2 separate regions of the Mus musculus genome follow, and region 1 is linked to region 2. The links are chromatin contacts, called in public Hi-C maps. All regions are on one chromosome and are shown on one strand. Each heading gives the region's core, a stretch centred on a gene start, on an enhancer-like site or on the middle of the called end of the contact. The rest is flanking DNA. Distances are from core to core; before and after follow the strand shown.

Region 1 (2,790 bases), core at 283-2,782, 210 kb before region 2:
CTAAACTGGACTGGAACTCACCGTATATTCTGGAGACAAGCCACTCTATTCATCCCTTCTAGAGGGTGATTTATTATTATTATTATTATTATTATTATTATTATTATTATTACTTTCATCCTGGACAAAGTCTCGCTTAACCTAACAGTGATTGAAAGGGGAAAACTGATAATAGGGCAAGGATAAGGTTTACCATCCATGGTCCAGAGCCAGGACTATTCCAACCTGGCTGCTGGTCTCCACACTTTGCCCTGGTCTTACCCAAAGATGCTCAGATACAAAAGCACAGAGAGTATTAAAATGTTCGAGGGAAAGATGCTCCACCTGAACAAGACAAGCCATGGGACACAAATGCCCCAGAACATCTTTTTCTTCCTTCCTTCCTTCCTTCCTTCCTTCCTTCCTTCCTTCCCTCTTCTCTCTCTTCTCTCTCTCTCTCTCTCTCTCTCTCTCTCTCTCTCTCTCTCTCTCTCTCTCTCTCTCTTTCTTTCTGTTACTACAGACCAGCAAAATCCAGGCATGTTGCAAAATCACACACGAGAGCCAGGGGTGCCTGCAACCCGAGCAATGGACACAGGTAGGATTTTCCTAAGTAGCCATCCTGCCAGGAATACACAGCCACCTGCAGGCCTTGAATTCTGGGACAAGTGGGATTGAGGCGCCTCATCCACCGAGCTGAGGTGAGAGCTGAGGTGAGGGCAGGTGATGAGGCAGATTGCTGTATGCCTGGTGGATCTCCGACAACAGGCACACATCTGGATTGTGTTCCTCTTTTATTTAACTTACCCTTGCTTGCCCTGTCTTGCATTTTGCCCCAGTCCCCCCCCCCCCCGATTCTTAATAAGTAAGCGGGACAGAAAACCGGAGAGGGAAAACACATCAAAATGGTGAGAATTCTGAAAATACATCTTTCCAAATTGTGCAGCTTGGTACTGGCAGGATGACAAGGGGCCCTGCATCCTGGTGCAGACAGCGCCGCAAAAATCCCACAGCTTGAGCCCGCAATATATGTATGTTATATGCCAAGCGCTAAACGAGTGCTTTTAAACAAACGATAACGATCACGCCGATGCTCCCAGGATGAGGCTAGGAGAATGTGTGTAAAGGGTCTCTAGGTTCAGATCTGGACACAAGGTCCACCTCGCTCTGCCAGCTGGTGACTAGCCAGGGACCGGCACTACAGCATCCCCTTGGCCACAGCTCCAGGCTCTGCATCCATACCTGGGTCTGGCACCACCAGGCACTTGAATTTCATCCTCCTTGCAAGGCATGTGGGGTCCAGAACATCAGACAGCGTGTTTCCTTGCGCTCAACTTCATAAACTTAACTAATAATTCCATTCGCCCCATGCTAAAGCCACTAGCTCAAGCCGCAAGCAACTTAAATGAAACGGGTCATAAAAATCCCTCTCTCTCTCTGCCTGTGCTTGATGCCGTCGTTAAAAAAGAAGGGATGACAGAGTGAGGGAGGGAAGCGCTGTCATTCCTTTATGTGAAGATTACATTTAAAAATAACCGACTAACAGTCTGCACTTTTCTGGGGCCTGACGTCTCGAAACGCATTTAGATTGATGCAGGCTGGGGCTGAAGTTCCCAAGCTCAGTAAACAGTCAAGTGTTCTTAATAGAAATTGCAGTTTCCCGACATCTGTTAGGGAAAAGGGAGCGGGCGAAACAACAATTTAGAGTGAGATTGGTTTTGTTAAATGCATTTAAATTCCAAGATTAGTGTGTTCTTTCTTTTTCAATTAGCATTCACTTGGAGAAAGGTTACAGATGAAAGGGCCGGGAAGACACGGTGGGTTTTGGTTGGATTTTTTTTTTTTTGAGGGGGGTGTTTGTTGTTTGTTTGGCCTTTTTATTTTTTTTCTCTCTCTCGCTGCCAGGGCACTCTCAAGCACAATACAGCTAAAGCAAGGAGGGGATATAGACGTAAAGGCACTTATCACTGATGTAGAATGGAAATGGCAAAGCTTGAAGCAGACCCATTCCAAAGAGAAGGCAGGTGGGCACTGAAATAAACCGAGACTGTCCAGTTTCCATGATCCTGCCCTCGGCGTGGAAAAAGTAAAATAAAAAACGGTGTGCATTGCTTTGGGGGGAAAAATACAAAAGATGTGTGTTTTCTAAACAGGCTACCAAGCAAAGTGTGTGTGTGTGTGTGTGTGTGTGTGTGTGTGTGTGTGTGTGTGTTTTAAACACACCTCAGCTCAGTCTGGGTGTGTAAGGAGCTGTAACTAGCTCCCCCCCCCCTTTATACCCTTTATAGAAGCATAAACAGACCCAGAAAATATAAGGCATGTCTCACCTGTTTTAGTGCCATTAAATAAACCTCATCTGCTGCCAACCTGTTTGGGGTGACATTTGTTAAATAAATACATTTTGTGGAAATCAGGATGCTCACACAGAAACAGGCCACCAACGTTCTCAGAGAGGCTTCCCAGGGCTCGGAGCCCTGCCCCCAGGGAAGGTTCGCGGCTTGAAGTTGCAGGAAGGGGTCTGATCTCCAACCCCTCAATGGCTTTTGTTGCTCGCCCTCTGGTCCTCTGTCTCCCATCCGTCACTCCCTTCCTTCATTTCTCCCTCTCTCCACAAAGTATGTTTATTCCTTTTCAATTTTTTTTCTTTTTCATGTTTCTATATAATTTCTGTTTTTAGAACTATATTAGCATGCATAGCTCGGGCACGCCTGCAACCTTTAAAATACTGTTTAATCCTCCTGACTACTTCAAAATAGGCATTGTGGGAATTCGCTTCCTGGGAAGCTATGGCTACCATTTCTAATTAAAAAG
Region 2 (2,700 bases), core at 153-2,652:
TCCCAGCCACATTCCTCGGGTTCCACAAAGTTCCATTTCAATAAGAAAGCTCTTTTCTAAGGACACGTTGTTCTAAAAGAGACAGGAAGAAGAAAAAAACTGTCTGTAATTTGTCATGAATTTCAATTACAAAAAAAAAAAAAACTTTTGAATTTTTTTTCCGTTTTCAAGAAAAAAAAATTGGCGTGCCTCCAGGTTTTAAGAATGTGGTTAACACAGAAAATGACAGAAAGAGAAAGTGTGTGTGTGTGTGTGTGTGTGTGTGTGTGTGTGTGTGTGTGTATTTGCAGAAAAATCTCAGAACACAATATTCTCCTAGGCCAGGCTGAGGTTTTTCTGGACGAAGGTGCACCTGGCACTCTGGGTGAGAAAGAGGATTTTGTATTTATGGGCAATGGGATTGTTCTGGCAAGTTCCACAGCATGCCCCGGAGCTGACATCTCATAGAAGCATCTTCCAGCATCCCAGACTCCCATACACACCAGAGAACCAGTCTACACCCGAGAACACGGCTCAAAAAAGGGTTTTGGAGAGGAGAAGAGGAATCGTTTTGTCATTGGAAAGTCTAAGGGGGTCCCCTCCCCCCGATACACGGAATACTCACCAAACGGGAGCAGAACGGTTTTTTTTTCTTTCTTTTTTTTTTCTTTTTTGAAATGTGCAACTGTGTGAAACTTGTCTGGTTTCAGATTTACACAGAAATGTGGGCCCGTCTTGTTTTCATCCAAACAAACTCAAGCTGAAGAACTGTCTTTCCTAAACTGGGAGCACATTCCTGTTCCTTAACCCACCAGTGCTGGGTTCCCCCGGAGCGTATTAAATCTACGCAACACAGAGAGGTGCTTTCTGTCTTGTTTTCTGGAGGCTGAGCCCAGCAAACCCAGTAAACAGGTGGAAGACTAAAAAGAGCCATGAAAAAAAAAAAAAAAAACACACAACAAAAATAACAGCGACCTGTCCCCAGCCTTGAAAAACAGCCTAACTCCAGAGGTGCAGTGTGTACTTGCGTGGCCTCAAATAATGTTTGTCTCGCAAGAAAATGCGTAGCTTTCAGCGATAACACGGGACAGCGCTTCCTAACTTGCTAGTGGCCTGGCCTGCGTCCTTCTGATAAGAGGTCAGAGGTCACCGAGGCTAAAAGATGAGAACCCGTGCTTCCTTCTGCTCAGATCTGCAAGGAACAATTAAAGGCAGTTTTGCATTAAGGACTGACGTCCTCCTCAGTCTGGTGCCCCGGCGGTAAGCACAGCTATAGAATGCCTGTCCCTGTGGGGTATCCCCGCTCAGACCCAACCTGGCACTTTGGTACTACGCAGCTGGAATTTGAGGAAGCTCGTATTGAAAGGGGATGGTTTAGTAAGATGCAACGGAAGGTGCGGTGCGCATGCGCCTCCGGGGGAAAGCCATGGAAACTGCACCTTGCAGAACCTATCTGAAGGCCTAGGACCAAAGAGGTATTAGGGCTGAGCCAGAGAGACCCTGTTTGGAGCAGAACTATCAGAGGCAAGTGGTGCAGACACCGCGGATCTGGCTGGAGTTCAGAGGTCGTTGCAAGGGCTTTAACTCTGAGAGCTGTAGGGGAGTCAGCGAGGAGCTTTGAGCCTTCTGATTGCGGCACATTTTGGGAGAGGGGGCACAGGAACACACAAGCAGAGGTTCCCGAACAGCCCCGTCAAACCACCGCCAGGCTTCAGAGGCTCAAGCGTTGCTGTCGTTTTGGTTTTTGGTTTCCATGTTTCAGTTTACAAAAGGGTGATGATTTTAAAAATTAAAAAAAAAAAAAGTGACGATAGTGAATGAGGAAGAGAGTGTGCTTTCGGGCCTGAGTTCAGAGTTTATATAGAGAAGCTCAGCTGGGCTGGGGACATGACTCCCTGGGTAAAATGCTTGCTGAGCAAGAATGGGGACTTGAGCTCTGGAACCCACATAAAAAGCCAGGTCTGATGACACACTTTGTAATACCATCACGGGGCGGGGGCAGCGATGTGCAAGACCCCAAGATCAATGGTCAGGCAGCCTAGTCTGCTGGATGAGCCCCGGGCCATTGAGAGAGCGTGTGGTAGAAGACACCGGACTCGATCTCTGGGCTTATTAGACACACATATAAGCACACATAGGCACCCTCCGGCTCATGCTCTTCACAGAAACAGATACACACAGAGACACTCACATGAAATGGGAGAGGAAGAAGTTAAATTGAGAGAGACTTTACTGCACAGTGAAAAAGTCACACTAGAGACACTCCTCCCCACCGCCACCACCCCCACACCTCCTCTAAGCGTTGGCGGGAATTCCTAAAGGACCCAATTCTTGGTGCACTCTCTGAATGCCAGGTTTGGCATCCCCATGGGTTCAGGGCCCTTGCTACACTTTATATACCAAGCACGTGTATTCCTAAGCTAACCCACGATGCACAGTAGTTGACAGGTTCTTCCTACTCTGCTTTTCATCTCACTGAACTGTCCAGGGCCTCATTGTCTCATCTGTAAAATGGGAACTCTAACTTGGAGGCCTGGCTTCCTGGAGAGAGTCAGGCATACACGGAGACCACCATGCATCTAAAAGCACTGCACAGATAAATATGCGGTATTTACATAATTATGCCTCATTATATCCTTGGGTTTTTTTTTTTAAGGAATAAAAGTAAGAAAGCTAAAAAAAGACATCTAAACAAAGAGTTTAAGTAATGTATGCAGAGAA

Evidence for each region. A called contact is a pair of places that touch in the nucleus more often than the background predicts.
Region 1: a contact with region 2 is called in a Hi-C map of forebrain, with 2.1 times the contacts expected there. The contact joins two enhancer-like sites. A contact is called at or near these places in 1 of 39 promoter capture datasets (hippocampal neurons), 2 of 484 Hi-C or Micro-C datasets (cerebral cortex and forebrain) and 1 of 115 datasets of contacts at active chromatin or transcription factors (neural progenitor cells).

The regions. Positions count from the first base shown.
Region 1 is chr12:106,686,728-106,689,517 of GRCm38.p6, reverse strand. All of the region lies in intron 7 of 4933406K04Rik (RIKEN cDNA 4933406K04 gene), which reads left to right. Among named protein-coding and RNA genes, the nearest start is that of 4933406K04Rik, 28 kb to the left of the region's middle. Within about 2 kb of position 1,532, at least 10 of the 459 cell types and tissues checked have an H3K27ac peak or open chromatin away from gene starts, as enhancers often do. A contact at or near this core is called in forebrain, where this site is marked.
Region 2 is chr12:106,473,368-106,476,067 of GRCm38.p6, reverse strand. Gm51969 (a long non-coding RNA gene) reads right to left here. Exons shown (of 2, transcript XR_003950178.1): 2 at 1-72. Among named protein-coding and RNA genes, the nearest start is that of Gm32876, 4.5 kb to the left of the region's middle. Within about 2 kb of position 1,402, at least 30 of the 459 cell types and tissues checked have an H3K27ac peak or open chromatin away from gene starts, as enhancers often do. A contact at or near this core is called in forebrain, where this site is marked.